Linked DNA regions of Mus musculus: regions 1, 2 and 3 are each linked to region 4. A link is a contact called in public Hi-C and HiChIP or PLAC-seq data. All regions are on one chromosome and are shown on one strand. The core of a region is the stretch at or near the end of the contact, and the rest is flanking DNA. Distances in the headings are between cores, read along the strand shown.

What was found. Hi-C and Micro-C count contacts between places; a contact is called where the count stands out from the background. HiChIP or PLAC-seq counts read pairs in DNA pulled down with a chosen protein or histone mark.
Region 1: a Hi-C map of Sertoli cells shows a contact between it and region 4, with 4 times the contacts expected there. The contact joins the enhancer-like site here to the promoter of Ssbp1 in region 4. A contact is called at or near these places in 2 of 484 Hi-C or Micro-C datasets (Sertoli cells and conventional dendritic cells), 1 of 115 datasets of contacts at active chromatin or transcription factors (bone marrow-derived macrophages) and 2 of 9 other capture datasets (macrophages and pancreatic islet).
Region 2: a contact with region 4 is called in an H3K4me3 HiChIP or PLAC-seq map of bone marrow-derived macrophages, with 3 times the contacts expected there. The contact joins the enhancer-like site here to the promoter of Ssbp1 in region 4. A contact is called at or near these places in 1 of 39 promoter capture datasets (the HPC-7 cell line), 1 of 484 Hi-C or Micro-C datasets (embryonic fibroblasts), 3 of 115 datasets of contacts at active chromatin or transcription factors (bone marrow-derived macrophages, double positive thymocytes and pancreatic cancer cells) and 1 of 9 other capture datasets (macrophages).
Region 3: a contact with region 4 is called in an H3K4me3 HiChIP or PLAC-seq map of bone marrow-derived macrophages, with 5 times the contacts expected there. The contact joins the enhancer-like site here to the promoter of Ssbp1 in region 4. A contact is called at or near these places in 2 of 39 promoter capture datasets (liver and neutrophils), 1 of 115 datasets of contacts at active chromatin or transcription factors (bone marrow-derived macrophages) and 3 of 9 other capture datasets (adipose tissue, liver and macrophages).

What each region holds. Positions count from the first base shown.
Region 1 is chr6:40,781,771-40,785,684 of GRCm38.p6, reverse strand. No RefSeq gene overlaps it. Among named protein-coding and RNA genes, the nearest start is that of Moxd2, 100 kb to the left of the region's middle. Within about 2 kb of position 1,809, at least 18 of the 459 cell types and tissues checked have an H3K27ac peak or open chromatin away from gene starts, as enhancers often do. A contact at or near this core is called in Sertoli cells, where this site is marked.
Region 2 is chr6:40,816,111-40,820,147 of GRCm38.p6, reverse strand. It overlaps the pseudogene Mgam2-ps. Among named protein-coding and RNA genes, the nearest start is that of Moxd2, 69 kb to the left of the region's middle. Within about 2 kb of position 1,432, at least 55 of the 459 cell types and tissues checked have an H3K27ac peak or open chromatin away from gene starts, as enhancers often do. A contact at or near this core is called in the HPC-7 cell line, bone marrow-derived macrophages and macrophages, where this site is marked.
Region 3 is chr6:40,747,515-40,751,578 of GRCm38.p6, reverse strand. It overlaps Mgam (maltase-glucoamylase), which reads right to left. Exons shown (of 94, transcript NM_001368875.1): 76 at 3,611-3,723; 77 at 2,428-2,553; 78 at 1,313-1,441; 79 at 956-1,066; 80 at 598-660. Among named protein-coding and RNA genes, the nearest start is that of Mgam, 120 kb to the right of the region's middle. Within about 2 kb of position 2,373, at least 6 of the 459 cell types and tissues checked have an H3K27ac peak or open chromatin away from gene starts, as enhancers often do. A contact at or near this core is called in bone marrow-derived macrophages, where this site is marked.
Region 4 is chr6:40,470,112-40,474,290 of GRCm38.p6, reverse strand. It overlaps Ssbp1 (single-stranded DNA binding protein 1), which reads right to left and starts at 2,876. Exons shown (of 6, transcript NM_028358.2): 1 at 2,832-2,876; 2 at 2,158-2,220. The coding sequence starts at 2,181.

The DNA.
Region 1 (3,914 bases), core at 560-3,059, 310 kb before region 4:
TTCTATATGTGTTTATATGTGTGTGATGGGTATATGAGTGTGTACAGTATGCACCCCCATCCATTTACACACATGCTGAGGTGGGTAACAGGTTTCTCCCTCTATCTTTTGAGACAGGGTCTCTCACTGAGCCTGAGCCCACTGTTTTGCTTAGATGTATAGGCCAGTAAGTCCTGGGAACCCACATGTCTACCAGCACCCATCAAGGATGAGGCTACAGACAGTCATGTCCATTCCATCCCAGCTTTTATGTTTGTGCTTGGATTCAAAACTTAGTCCTTCATAATTGTGTGGCAAGCAATTTACTCAATGAGACATCTCTCCAGCTCTCATGTCCTTTTTTTCCTTTCTTATTGCCTTACTTAAATCTTCTTCTTTTGCTGTTATTTGCTTTGTAGGTTTGATAGAATGTTTTTTCATGTATGTTCTTTTAGTCATATGGTATCACTACGACTATTCTATTCTGAACACCAAGGTTGGATACAGGCCCTGTGGTATGATAAATAAACACACCTACACACGCAGTAGTTCTCTAGAACAGGAACATCACCGTTCTCATGCCCCACATCTAGCAAAGGGCTCAGTGGAGACCCTTCTACAATGAAGGCTCTCAAATAGCACTTCCATTGCCCTCATGTACCCATGATCTTGCCCAAAGGCATTCATAGAAGTCATCAGTAACAGGAGAGACAGAGAACAGCACAGCAAATGACACCATGGTCCTAAGTGCCATGGGAAGGAAATGTTCCTTGAATATTTGGAAACCCAGTGTGAATGCCGACCACAGTGTCTTGGGGGGCCAGACAAATGGCCAGGCCCAATAGTATCTTGGTCGTGCCCTGGGCCTGAGGCATCTCTGAGAACACTGTAAGGTAAGGATGTGGAAGAAACAGGCAAAACAGACTTTCCCTTCATTCTGAGAATAAACCAATGTACTTTACATGAGCAAAATTTAACAATAGCAATATTGTGTTTTAAGAGTAAAGGAAGTAATGCAGACACGATCCAAGGCAATTGTCTCCGTTTAGAGGACTTTGGACATGTCAGAATCTAGGGGCAGAATGAAAGGACCTTGGATTTCCTCAAACTCAGTGAAGCAATATTGGTTTTAATGGCCTTGTTAAAGTATGCGGAAGCAATGTAAGCATACTCTTTGCAGAGTCTACCTGCTCTTTGTTTCTAACTAAGGCTTCTGGGAAAAAGCAGCAGCCAGGACCTGAAGTGCTGGCTGGGATAACTATCAGCTCAGCCTCTGCATGTAGGCCTGGTACCCACAGAACACCCCTGTCTGCCATCAAAATATAGCTCTGTTCTGGATGTAGGCAGGTGAATCTCAGCCCCTCAGTTCTAGCAAGTAACGCATGGAAAGTCACAGGATGCTAGTTGACCATCTTACCCCTGAAACCAGGCAGACATACATCTCAAGCAGAGGTGAGTTTATTCATCACACCCCCTCAGGGAACCTCAAAGAATAGGGGCACGTGGGAAAACCTTGAAGGGGGAATGGGAGGCTTCTGTTAACGGATTCTTAGGAAGAATCAGGATGCACGCCTAGCTGGAGAATGGTTAGTCTGGTTGACCCTGAGTGTCATAGACAAGTTTCAGGAATTGCAGCAAAGGCAATGAAAAAGGGAAATGGGATCAGGGAGGAAGAGAGGGAGAAAGGGAGGGAGGGAGGGAGGGAGGGAGGGAGGAGAAAGCATAGCAGGACTAAGGAAGGACAAGGACTGATCTTGTAGGGTGGGTCAGAGAGTATAGTGCAAAAACTACTGGGAGGCAGTCCCTGTTACTATCATCTGGGAGGTACTGAAGAATGAACGGTAAACAACCTGGCTCCTATCTTTACAAGCCCACAGAGTTGGGCCCTGAGGCACACTGCCAGGAAAGTAAGGTTCCCTCACCCTATCTGGAGGACAGATTCTTGCCAGTAGTACAAGGCTGTCTCCCAGATCCCTGACCCAGAGACCTTGCAGGAAAACCCAGACTGGAAGGCTTTGTCCTCTGTGAGGAGCCAAGAAGTGATTTATCTCTTCATAAAACCTGACTTACCAGCCAAAATCAGCGGTCCATTTGTGGCCACAAAAGCATATTTTATTTCTCCCTAAAAATGCTCAGTTCCCTTTACAATATCAGTTTCAGGTTTCCACAGCATGCCCAGAAAAATTGTCATGACTTAACAGTAAACAGCGATTCAAATTTAGAAAAATATAGAATTGAGTAAGGTATAATTACAGCTCAATTCAGTCTTTAAATCACTATACATTGCTTCTTTTTTTAATTTTTAATATTTTTTATTACGTATTTTCCTCAATTACACTTCCAATGCTATCCCAAAAGTCCCCCATACCCTCCCCCCCACTTCCCTACCCACCCATTCCCATTTTTTTGGCCCTGGCGTTCCCCTGTACTGGGGCATATAAAGTTTGTGTTGCTTCTTAAAGGTAATCTTTGTATTTGGGAATTAAGTAGTCCACTAGGTAAAGGCCTCTACAGATGAGGACATGTGATGTCACTCCACAGTCAACAAACTTTTAGTGGTGCACAGCTTTGACTTTTGGGGGTGACAAAGGAACAGGGAATATATCACAGGGTGGAGTAGCTTTGAAAGCTTTTAGCCCGGCCTCACTCCCATTCATTCTGTTTTGTGCTTCCAATTACAGACTGCTTTGACCCTCATGCCTGTTTGCTGCCATGTCTCACAGCCATGATGGACAGTTAGGCTCCTTTTAGAACCAAAAGCACAAATATATTCTCTCTTCTCTCTGTTGCCTTGGTTACAGTATTTTATCACCGTAAAGGAAAAGTAACTAGAACATGTGCCCATATTCTTTATTCTTTTTTGTTGTTGTTGTTTTGCTTTGTTTGTTTTTGTTTTTTGTTTTTTCAAGACAGGGTTTCTCTGTGTAGCCCTGGCTGTCCTCGAACTCAGAAATCCACCTGCCTCTGCCTCCCAAGTGCTGGGATTAAAGGCGTGTGCCACCACACCTGTCTCATATTCTTTTTTTTTTTTTTTTTTTTTGACTGTGAGTGGTGTTTTATTGGAGATGACAATGAGGTGGGGCGGGTTCTTAATGGAGCATGCTCTGTAGGTCACACGCTAGAGCCATAAGGCAAGGGTAGCCAGGTGGACTGCCTCGGGGGCTGTTCACTGTGTCCTGTTCCTCTCATCTAACCCTAACTTAAGTGGCAGCTATGAGTCAGGAAGCCCCTATCTTGCAGGAGCCATGGAGGGAAAGAACAGAAATGACAGATGCAAGGGCAAAGAATGAGAAGAGCAAGGGGGGCCGGAAGCTGTCCCACCCTCCCCCGCAGTCCAGGCTGGCTCTTGGCTTGACTATGCCCCAGTTCCCTCTTATTCTTTAAGGCACACAGACTTCTCCTCTTTGTTCCATTTCTCCTTATCTCTTGGAAACTGTTAGATCTTACTGGTGACTGGCCTATGTCCCAATATTTGTTGTCTAATTTGCCACTTCTTATTTCTTTACTGAATCTACACTCTAAAGCAGAGGAGCCAAATCCTCATTTCTATGTTGATATTTTGTCTGAACAGAGATACTCCCAAGGTTCACCACTGCCCTCCAGAACGTGCACCTGTGACCCACTTATGTATTCCCCTCCTCCTCTCATTTTTAGAGCATCAATTAAAACTCAAATTCTTAAGTTTAATCATGGTTAAATGATTAAACTTATCTTATACTTAAATGACATCATCTCCACAAAAGAAAATTATCTATTTCATAGAAATTACCTCATCTCCTACCTCTCAATGCAAGCAAGCTAGTCTTTAAAAAATATGCCCAGTGAGTGAACTCTATCTTTCTCCCCATGTGGAAGATGATTTTTCTCTTCTCTGAGCCTAATTCTTGCTTTTATTTTCTAGCTCATATCATAATTGGGCTTCTCAAACATCCTCA
Region 2 (4,037 bases), core at 183-2,682, 350 kb before region 4:
GTGTATTCGGGACCATTGTGGTTCCTGGATAGTGGGTAAAATGCTCCGAGTTGCATCCACCTTCTGCAGAGTTCTTCGGTGACATTGTTTTTATAGCCACAGATGTTGGCTCCAACCTGAACACACATGCAAACAAATTATTACTATAAAGGCAAAAATCATTGGCTGTATTATTGTCTAGAGAAGGAAAGAAAACTCTTACTAATATTATTTGATGTTTAAAAGATCCCAGAGTCCCAGAGCAAGCCCCGCCAAATGAGAGAAACATGAAGATGCTCATTATAGGATACACTAGGCAAACTGACTAGATAGGGCGCCTGTTTTGACCTCATCATTCAGTCTCTGATCTCATACCTACCCATTCACTGTTCCTCTCCTGACAGGATTTTCTTTTCTTATACTCATACATTTGATTCATTGTAATTCTCTCCTACTGACAGAGACTGTATGGAAGATACACCAGTGCTGACATTTATATCATTCTGTCTTGAGAACCATCTTACAGCACACATAGAAACTGATTTTGCCAAAACATAGACACTGAAACGTGTTCCTTAGCCTATCAGACACCTGAAAGAATGGTAATAGAAAGAGTAACAAAGGACCAAGGGTGGGAATGAGGCTTACCAGGGGGATGCCAAACAGATTAAACTCAAGGATGCTGGGGATGGACCATCTGAGATCATCCCAGGTGGCTGCATTGTTTCCCAGCCAATGACCAGCAAACTTGCCAGACCCAGCAAAAGTAGACCGTGATAAGACAAAGTTCCTTGTGGTGGAATTGAAGACAGCATCCAGGGCCCTGAAAAAAATTCCAGCTGGTTGTATGTGAGGCAATCTGTGACTGTCTAGGATTCAGTTTAAGCCAGGGGCAGCAATTGATTTTTCAACCAAATGGGAAACAACAAAAACAAATATAAAAAACTAGATTTGCTAAGAAGTTTGCCATTTTTAAGACTCTCCTCTCTTCTGTGTGAGGCTTACCATCTTCTATAAGATAATATGGATCAGTTCTGGTCTGCGAAGAAATTTTTCTGAGTTCCTGTACTCCTAATTACAGGTTTGTTGTTTGTTTGTTTGTTTGTTTTTGTTTTGTTGTTTTGTTGTTGTTGTTGTTAATGAATTCTACATCGTGCTGGATCTGATTTTGTTCCAGCTGTTTTGGAGGACACTAGTTGTCATATGCCACATTAAGTTAGATTGTGGCCCCATCTACTCTAACCACAGTTTTTGGAGGTTTTTTTTTTTGTTTTGTTTTGCTTTGTTTCTTGCAAAACAAAAAAGGTTTCGTCCAGACCTTGTGGCCTGGTTTATAATCCTGATTCACATAATAACCCTGGTTCAGGCTCAAACTCAGGCTCAGTCTCAGGTTCTGTCTTGGTGTGTACTGCATGACAGTTTACCCTCATTATCTTTATTGCACCATGAATCATCAGTAAGAACCTACACAAAGTGAAACTGAAACAGGATTGGGCATGCAGCTAAGAGGTCAGAGAAGGCCTTTATGCAGCATGGATTAGAGAACATGCATCTTAGAAAAAAAAATTGTTTCAGAGAACTTTCTATTTCTCTTCCTCGCCTATCTGTGTCTGCCCTTTAAATAATCATTTCTTGAGCTCTGAGAAAATCTGCCTCCTTTCATCCCAGAGAGAGAGAGACATACATTTCATGCAGTCTAGCACACTGCTGGTTGTCCCCAAACTTAGCTCAGACTCCACTTAAGTCTGAGCTAAGCCTTCAGCAGATCCGTGTCTCCAGTTCTCAGGTGCTGGGTCACTGAATGAAAACTTTTGACTTGTGAACGACAACAGACCGGTGTGAGGAAGTAACTAAGGTTGGCCCAAACATTTACTTTTTTTTCCATTTTTTATTAGGTATTTAGCTCATTTACATTTCCAATGCTATACCAAAAGTCCCCCATACCCACCCAACCCCACTCCCCTACCCACCCACTCCCCCCTTTTGGCCCTGGCGTTCCCCTGTACTGGGGCATATAAAGTTTGCGTGTCCAATGGGCCTCTCTTTCCAGTGATGGCCGACTAGGCCATCTTTTGATACATATGCAGCTAGAGTCAAGAGCTCCGGGGTACTGGTTAGTTCATAATGTTGTTCCACCTATAGGGTTGCAGATCCCTTTAGCTCCTTGGCTACATTCTCTAGCTCCTCCATTGGGAGCCCTGTGATCCATCCATTAGCTGACTGTGAGCATCCACTTCTGTGTTTGCTAGGCCCCGGCATAGTCTCACAAGAGACAGCTACATCTGGGTCCTTTCAATAAAATCTTGCTAGTGTAGCAATGGTGTCAGCGTTTGGATGCTGATTATGGGGTGGATCCCTGGATATGGCAGTCTCTACATGGTCCATCCTTTCATCTCAGCTCCAAACTTTGTCCCTGTAACTCCTTCCATGGGTGTTTTGTTCCCACTTCTAAGGAGGGGCATAGTGTCCACACTTCAGTCTTCATTTTTCTTGAGTTTCATGTGTTTAGCAAATTGTATCTTATATCTTGGGTATCCTAGGTTTGGGGCTAATATCCACTTATCAGTGAGTACATATTGTGTGAGTTCCTTTGTGAATGTGTTACCTCACTCAGGTGCATTTACTTTTTAAATCCGACACTACCTCATACCCAAAGGCCAAGGTCCATTTACCTCTACTGTTTTCTAAAAATTTAGCCCAGGGATGTCAGAAAGGCACTTTGGTCTTAATGAGTCACAATTAACCACCGCCTTTAGAATATACTAGAATATATTAACCAAACCAATTATGCTTTTATAGCACTTTTATCACACAGGGACACTAGCAGTGAAGCAACCTGGAACCCTTTTCCTTCTCAACATTCCCTGCTGCGTGTGACTTAGTCACTCTCTGTCTCAACCCTCTGTTTTAGACACAAGCATCTATGAGGAAAAGCATATATATTTTAAGATGTTGGTAAAAGTCTGTTTTCATTCCCAGGTTTCAAATTGAGGCTCAGGATGCTGAACTTTATATCTTTCCAGGAGATGCTGGTGTTGCCTGCCCTTGAACACTACTGTGAATTGGTAGAAAATACGATTATTTAGAGACAGTTTAAAGCCAGAGCGGTAAGTAAATGAGTAGTCAGCGATGAGGAAAATAGGGAGGACTTGAATTAAAAGGTGATTGTAAATGTGTAAGAGGTGAAAACAATAAAATTTCAAAAGTAGAAACAAAATTATTTCTAAATTTTCAGAAAAAAAATTTAAAGATGATGTGAAGGTTATCATTTGAGATTCTGAGAGTTAACAATGGCATTGCTCCTAACAGAGACACAGAATTTAAAATGATCAGTCAGTCTGCGGTGGTTAGTGTGAAAAACTAAGCAGTGCTATGTGACTGGCACTTACTATGCTGTGAAACACTGCAAAGGGAGCAGGCTTAAGATACTTAAGGATATATGCATATACATTACATGGGTGTGTGTATGCATCTCTCTCTCTCTCTCTCTCTCTCTCTCTCTCTCTCTCTCTCTCTCTCATGTGTTTGCTTGCACATGTGTGTGGGTGCAATTGTCCCTGGAAGCCAGGATACCCTAGAATTGAAGTTACAGGTAATTATGAGCTATTTAACATGGCTGCATGAACCACAGTCCTCTGAAAGCTGTGTGAGTGTAAGAGTGTGAGTGAGTGAGTGTGTGAGTATGTATGTGTGTGTATGTGTGTGTGTGATTGTGTGAGTTATGTGAGTGTGTGTGTGTTTGAGTCTGTGTGTTAGAGTGTGTGTGTGAGTGTGAGTGTGTGTGTATTGTACTTGTATGTGTGTGTGTACACTCAGAGAAAAGAATTGAACAGAGATAAGGGAGAAGGCTGAGATACAGCATATTGTTAGATGAAAGTAAGACAACTCAGGAAAACTTGAATTAAAAAAAAAACATAAAATTTTTAAAGATTCCTAAACTCTGTGGTGACCTTTATACATTCAGTAACAGCACCATGGTTGTTTTTCCATTGTGGCCTTCAACTGCCTTACATTTTATTGTGCATGAATGTCACTGAAATGACAGTTTACCTTAATCA
Region 3 (4,064 bases), core at 1,124-3,623, 280 kb before region 4:
ACTTGCTCCCAGTAAAAAGTAACTGTTATATACAATGCTAGACTAAAGAGGAAAAAACAACACCGAACCCCATAGCAGAGGGGGAGGCAGAGGCAGGATTTATAAGTATGGAGATGGAGAAGCCTGTTTTTAGTGGAAAATCAGAAATAGGAAAAATGTCAAATTGATAAAGACAAAGGTTGGAAACTATTTAAAAGAGATATCCAGGGAAAAAAGCAACCTTAACAATAAGAAACACAATTCAGAAAAAAAATCCCTCAGAGTTATCTCCCAATTGAAAAAATATGGACCTCTAAATTCTGACAACTTTGGGTTGGAAGTCAACATTATGCCTTTAATTACCATGGACAGGTAAATTACCTTCTCAGTCTTAGATCTTAAAAACAATAATACTGACATCACAATTGGGGGTGAAACATAAGTAGGAAAAAAGGTGTATGGGTGAGGGCATCAGTACACAAATGACAGGAAGGACACATGTCACTAGAGTGTCTTCACGGTGCTCAATAACACTAATGGGAACTTCTAAAACTTCGGGTATGGCTTCCCTTTCAAGATAATCCTGACTACACACAAAAGCCATAAAGAACCTTTTACCTCCACTTGATGGTCCCAGCCTAAAGAAGGGTCCACAGTGATATTAGGGTAATCAGGCCAGACCTGTGCACAGAAAAAGGAAAGGAAAGGTCAACAGAAATGCCTCAGACAATTTAACATACACAGAGTTTCCGGGAAAACTCTAAGCCACAGTCCTACAACTTCAGCTTTCATGTAGGATTGTTCTATGGAGAAGTAGATTGCATGAAGCTCTTAATTATTATCAGTAAACATTGGCTGTAAAATGAAAAGCAAATCCCCGATGACCAAATAGACTAAGTGAAAGCCACATTTAAAAACACATTAATAATTTCCTGGCCAAGGGGAAAGGATTGTTGAATGTCTGTCCAGTTCATACCTTTCCCCAGACAATGCTTCCATTATTGGGATATCTGATGAAGACGTCATTCTCCACACCCCGGGTGAAGGCCGGGTAGGGCTCTGTCTCGTTGCCAGAAATGGCTGGATCCTGCAGTCAGAGCATAGGGCAGGTGGGAAATTATGATGGAACACAGAGTGGTGGTGAGGGTTGGAGGGTTGTTATTCCCCAGTTTCAATTTGTACTATAGTTTCCATGGCTCCCAAGAAGTACTCTTACATTAATTACACTTCTATTTCTCTCCTAGAACAGGAAAGGGCAGACAGCCTAAGGTGACCTCTGCACAGTTCCATCCATTGTCCCACTCACTGCCTACACATTCACACAAGGACTAACCAGAATGAGGATGACCCTCATCCCATTGGCCTTCATGCGATTGATCAGGGCTGGAAACCCAGAGAACTTGGGGCTGAGCTTGAAGTCCAGCTGCCTCTCCATGTAGTCAATGTCTGAGTACTGCACATCCTGGGATGACACAAAGAACAGTGGCTGATGTTAGTGAAAGTCCAAACTCCAGAAGAAAATGTCTCTCTACCAATCTAGTGATGCCATATTATGAAGTTGGTTTCTGGAATATTTTTCATTTTCATTTTCTCACATGACTTCACACAACACCCAAAATAACATTTAATATAACATGAAAACAGAGTAAGATGAATGATAAATCCTGTCTGGAAAGACTGCTGTAAATATAAATAAAAACACTATTAAATCATGTGCTTTGAAAGCTGATGATGTAGGGCATGGTTATGGTGACTTCCCTCAGCAGGCTGCCCCTGGAATCAGTGGCTCTTTATCATAGGAAATGCAACTATGTGCTCATGAGATATGGACAGTAAGTCTTCCTTAAGTCAATGCAACACAAAGCAAGACCATACAAGAACTTTAGAAAAGCAATACTGAGGGCAATCACACTTTTCTCATTAAGATGATATATTTAATTACCTACCTACTTTGCTTTAATGACAATAAGATGAAAAATAGGAAAAATATATAGTCAAAATAGATTAAATATGAAAAAGAATCCCCTAGATCAAGCCTATTGGAAGCCTCTTGCCCTCAAATGAGGGAGGTTGGCTCCACATGTATTTCCATTGAAGTGAAGCCCAAGACTCTGCATTTGTTCTGAGTCTGGGAAGGTTGGAGCCATAACAACTCTTTACAATGCTCTGACTAATTTGGGTTTATTTTTTTCTACTTCGGTTCATGTTTTTCCTAGTTAAGCATAAGAAAAATTTCTTCATACTATTGAAGAGATGTTTTATTCTTATGAAAAGAACCTCCTGACTAAATTCCTTGAGCCAACACTAGTTCCTCATTCTTAGTCTGAGTCATCAATGCTAAGATCCCCAAGAGCAAGAACACACTATAGTTGGAACAGGCTCCACACAGCTTTGCTTAGCTCTGAGGTTGCAGAGCCAGCACACCACGACAGCATAACATGGACGTACATAGGGGATCTTCTTATCCACCATCTCATCATATAAGCTGGCGATTTCAGAATCATTCTCATATCCATAGCGACACAGCTGGAATCCCAGGGACCAGTAAGGTACCATCACAGGTCGACCAATCAACTAGAAAACAGACAGAAAGGATTAGTACTTCTAAGTAGAAGCTGGAATATACATAAAAGAAGAATGTTTGACCAATCCAAACTTAAGTTCAATTCTAGAAAAATATTGGGGAAATACATCCTTCTTCCCTGATGATACACTGAGAAATTTTTCCTCGTAGCCTAGTACTTATTTTCTAGGAACTCTGTTAAAATCTTACTTCATTCTAATTTTTTAAAGTATTAATATTTTATTAATTATTTTATTTATTTACATTTCAATGCTGCCCCCTTTTCTTAAATGAAATCTAATGCTATGGTTAGAAGCACAAATCCCATAGGTAAAATCCCTACCTTAACAAAGAGACTCTGGTTCTGACAGCTGCATGACCACACAGAAGTTTATGTAACTTTATTTTTCCTTATTTTGCCTCACATAACTAGGAATAAGAGTAATTTCTCAGAGTGTTTTTATGAGTATTGAATGTGATAATGTCTTTGAAGTGATCTAATGTGTAACAGATTACTGATATAATATTGGTCACACAAATGTTTGTAGACCACAGTAGTTACCATTTCCATATCCACCCCATCACTGTTACTACCACGGATATGATCACCATTGTTCCATGGTCATCATGACTCTAACCAATATCAGCAGCAGTAGCAATGCTAATGACATTATGCCAGCACTATCATCAACTGTATTACTGCCATTGTCACAATCATTATCAATATAACCATCACCCCCATACTATCACCATTCCAAAAACGTTTCCACAAACACCCCTAACTCTATTACCAGCACTCTCATTCCTATCCCAATCATCATGTCCCCCCACTACCATGATGTACCACCACTGCTAGGACCACCAGTCTGCCTGCAATGCTGTAACAATTAGAGAATTTATAAACGTAATGTTATTGGAATCTAGGTACTAATCCCTTTTCTATAATATACTTCTTTCTGATAAAACCAATGATTGAAACTACGATGCTAAGAATTACACTAATAAATGCATGATTTGGAGCAGAGGATATGCTAACATTAATACATGACAATCAAATGAGCTTCCTACCTCTGTGTACTGCTGAGTGACAAACTCAGGAGTTGGCCCCAAAAATACATAAAAATCCAAAATTCCCCCTGTAGTGCGGTATGTCAGAGCAGGCATGGGCTGGAATGTCACATCTGAAAACAACAACAACAACAACAAATCAACAATAATGAAAGCCTTAAGGTTAACCCATTAGTATTGAAAGCTCTATTTCTCACTTCCATTTCATACCATTGATGGCAGACATTCTGTACTAAACCAATATAGAACTGAAAAAGGAAAACCCCAGAGGATCCTATCCATTTTATGCTCCTTATTAGAGGTTTTAAATTTGTAAAAATTTAAATTATCATAATTTCTATATCATAGTAGTATAAAAATCATAAAAACAATCTCAAAGTAGCACTAAGTCTCAGTGTTCACCTCCTGTGGCTTCACTGGCAGCTACAATATGTATTACTGAACTTGACTTTCT
Region 4 (4,179 bases), core at 1,627-4,126:
TGATTGGTTGTTCAAAAACCATAAGGAAATGGACATCTCAAATGTTTGGCCTAGAATGTTCCATCTAAGAGTGAGCACTGACAATGAAGAGCACTGATTTCGTGAGGCTGCTACAGAAGGTCAGCAGCTTCTTAGTGAGCTTGGCGCAGTGGAAACCTCATTCCTTGAGGAGATCACAGAAAAGGAGTACAAATAATATGGTTCAAAGGTATGGCAATGAAATCATAATTAGTGAAGAAGAATGCAGCTCTTAACACACTAAACAAATTACACTTTTACCATTTAATCCTTAACTTTTGTAGACACAAAGTCAAATTACCCTTACCATAGTTCCAAGGAAAGTTAAGCCCAGAGAGTCACCACTTGTCCAGGAAACTAGGAATTCAGTGGTGATTTATGCCTTACAACTCCGGGCTGTGTGGCACCAAGCTTGTTTTTCCAATTTGCCCTCTGCTGTCTTACAGGCATTCTGTTCTATGGTTACCACGCAGGTAAGAAGAGTCTACATCACTACACACAAGAGAGTTCAGAGAGCTAGACATGTTCTAAGAGAGAAACATTTCGCACGTGGCAGCATTGTTAATATAGCAGGCAGGGATCCCCCACACGGGAAAAAAAAAGGGACTGGCAGGCAGGCCAAAGAATTCTTTTAGGACCTGCGGGCACTGCAGGCTTCAGGCAGTGGCTGAGGGTGATGCTGTTTTTGTCTGTCACTCTCACTGTTAGTGAGTTAGAGAGTTAGAACTTCTCACACTCACTTTCAAGGACATTCTACCATATAAGAAGGGTCATTTCAACTGGTCCGTGAGAGCTGCTGTGTTCGTAATTTCCAGTTATGCAACTTCTCCATGCAAATGAAGGCAGAGACAGGCTACAACTCTGAGGTGACAGGTTACCACATTATGATTTCTAAACCTAGCTTTTTAAAAATTCCAATTGGGACCTCTTTCCTTCCCTGGTCTTTTAATACCGGCCTTCTCTCTCCATACCACTCAAATGAACACCTTTTCCTGGAGTGATTTTAGCTATATACTATCACTAAGAATAAATATAAGAATAAGATGTTACACGATACAGGACCAAAATGCTACTCAGTTCCTTTGTCACGATCACAGAAAATACTAATGTGACAGATTCAGAAGAGCCAGTGTTCATTAAATGTTATAAAATAACAATATGCCTCATCTTAGGAACATACACATAATCTAGTAGAAAAGAAGAAATAGGGAGAGGATTATTTCAATACCCTCAAAATGCAAACTTACTTCCCATTTGGTTTAAAAAGATACTATAGTATAACTTCAATTTTAAAAGGCTCAGAGTATGTGTGGATTACAGTAAGGAGCTAAGGATAGACCAACTTAAGAGTAGGATGGGGAAGACAACAGACTTTTATAACGAATTTGACTCATTAGTCTTAAGAGGAGAAGAAAAGTAATAGATTTTACATTAGGAGAATTTACAAGACTTGGTACCCACGTGCCACACTGAGGAAAAATGGTAATTAAGGCCTGCTTAAGGCTGGCTAGAGTAGAGGACACCCGACTAGATTGCAGAATGGTCATGAATTTGTGGCAAGAAGTGAGCTCTGCTCTCTGGATAGCAAGATGGGAGTGGGGAGGAGAGGGGCCAGAAGGTCATAAAAGACCAGAGCCATATGGGACAAGGTTAGAAGAAATCAGGTGCGATGGGGCAGGCCTGAAATACCATCGGTGACAAAGTAGAAGCAGGAGGAGGAAGGTTCTTGGTCATCTCAGCCTAACAGTGAGTCTCAAGATAGTCTTAACTATGAGTGGCTGTCTCAAAAACAGCAAAACAAAAATGATAATAATAACTTACATAATTAAATGAATACTCTGATCTAAGCACTGGTAACAAATATTTACTAAATTAAATTCATGAGGTGTACTACATATGCGAATACACTTTAAAAATCATTTTTGATTCAGTAAACATTATGAGCTTCACACACACATAAACACACACACACACAAAATCCCTTCTGAATCTCCCACATCAAATAAACACATAGAACACGCTGGATAGGCGTAAGAATCTCGTGCTTATGTATGCAAAATCGAAAAGCAACAAAACAAAACATGGCTATAGACTATGGAAACACGGTTGGAGCACTCACTAATGTAGAAAAGTGACTACCTGTAACACAGGTCTTCGAAACATGGCTTCTGTTTTTCTTACAACCTAATCTTTAGGCTTTTCCTAAAGGAAAGAAAGAAAAGAGAAAAATGATAAATCAAGAAACTACAGTATCCATCAAGAACACACATGCTCTCTAGTCCTAAATCCTAAGCGCGTCCAGCTTCTCGTGCACCCAATTTGCAACCGCATTTTTTGCACGTGTGGGGAGTTCCTTTCTTTTTGAAAACAAAAACTGAGCGAGACAAAAGAAACTCTGTGGTTCTGGGTCTCAACCAGCAGAAAAGAGGGGAAAAACCTGTTCTCACTTGCAATCCATTGTCTGCTAGATTTCTTTACAATAGAAGTTGTCTCGGACATTTTTTTTTCCAACTTGTTCTGTTATTCTAGACCCCTAAAACTGTCTCTACAAACAGTGCGGGCACAGTAAACGCTACTCCGAAAGGACGCAAATCAGTGCCTTCGTCCCCGTTAGCGCTGAGTAAGCCCGGCTCCCCAGCCTCGCCGCGGGGGCAAGAGGCTGCTCTTCCCCCAAAGTGGCGCTCGCGAGCAGCACAGGGAACGGCGGGGGACACTCGGACTCCAGCGAGGAGCCGCACAACTCCTCCCGAGCCCCGCACGCGCCCGTGCACTCGGGAAACACAACTTCGTGCCAGCCTTCTCCCCTCCCTCACCGGACACGCAGAGCCCGACCGCCAGCGGCTCGCTTCCGGCGCACGGAGCCCGCAAAGCTCGCGAGATGCAAGGAAAGACAGGAAATCTCTGAAGTGCGTCGTTGAAATGCCGCCGGCTGATGTCGCCGGAAACACGACCCCTCAATTTAGAAGTGCCAGGAACTTCTGTCCAGGCGGAAGTGGGCGGATCAACGATGCCACCTGTGGGTAGTTTTACGATTTTGGTTTTGTTTTTTTGTTGTTTGGTTTGGTTTAGTTTGGTTGTTGGGGTTTTTTGTTTTGTTTTGTTTTTCCTGATCTCCACCCTCGCTCCGGTAGTGGCCCCGCACTGGCTAACCAAACTCTGGCCAGAACTCTATTCCCAGCCCTAAATTGAAATTATTTGATGTTCCCAGCCTGGGAAAGGGAGTGAGGTAGGTGAAATAAAACATATTTGAGCCCCTGGAGGAACTAAAACCGACACAAGTCTCCTAATGCAGTAAGACTGAAGAATTAATTGCTGTCAAAACCTCGGTGATCTAGATATGTTAACATGTTAAGTCAAAAAATTCAAGAAACACGTGAGGAGCAAAATTTTTAACATCTTTATTAAGTACCGGTCCCAAACTGTGCCTAAGGCACAAGAGAAATGCGCCCTTATATTATGTATTTGTATATATGTTTTCCCTAAAACATTAAAAGTTTATGAAATTCCAAAACATTTTGAAGAAGTGTTAAAAGTCAAAACGTTGCTTTATTTTAAAGCAAAGTGTAATTAAGATTTTACTTTTATAGAAAGAAACTGATCAGTATTTTTTAGATTTTTTTTTTTCATTTTGTGTTTCAATTCTACATCTTTGGCAGTTATTCTAGATGGAAAAGCTTAAAAGAAAGAAAGAGAGAGAGAGAGAGAGAGAGAGAGAGAGAGAGAGAGAGAGAGAAAGAGAAAAGAAAAAAGACACTGTCTCGCTGTGTATCCCTGGCTGGCCTGAAACTTGGATCTCATGTAGACCAGACCAGGCTTGTCTCTAACTCCCAGAGATTCCCCTTGCTGCATCTACCTCCCTAGTGCTGTGATTAAAGGCATGTGCCATCACATCCAGCACTCAGTGACAGTCTTAAACAATCTCAAGTAACTTAAGCTTGTTGATCTTGTATTTGGTAATATCATGTTCATAGTAAAATTTCTTAGTTTTAACATTTCCAAAATACTGCATTGAGACATCTTTTCTTTTGATTGCTGACTTTCTTTTGCTCCTCTAAATCCTATGTTGTTTACCCTAATCCTGGCCCTAGTGAAGTAACGCACTTATGAATCCTACAAATTAAGGAACCCAAGGCAACAAGATTCAGTGGGGCTCCAGTGTTA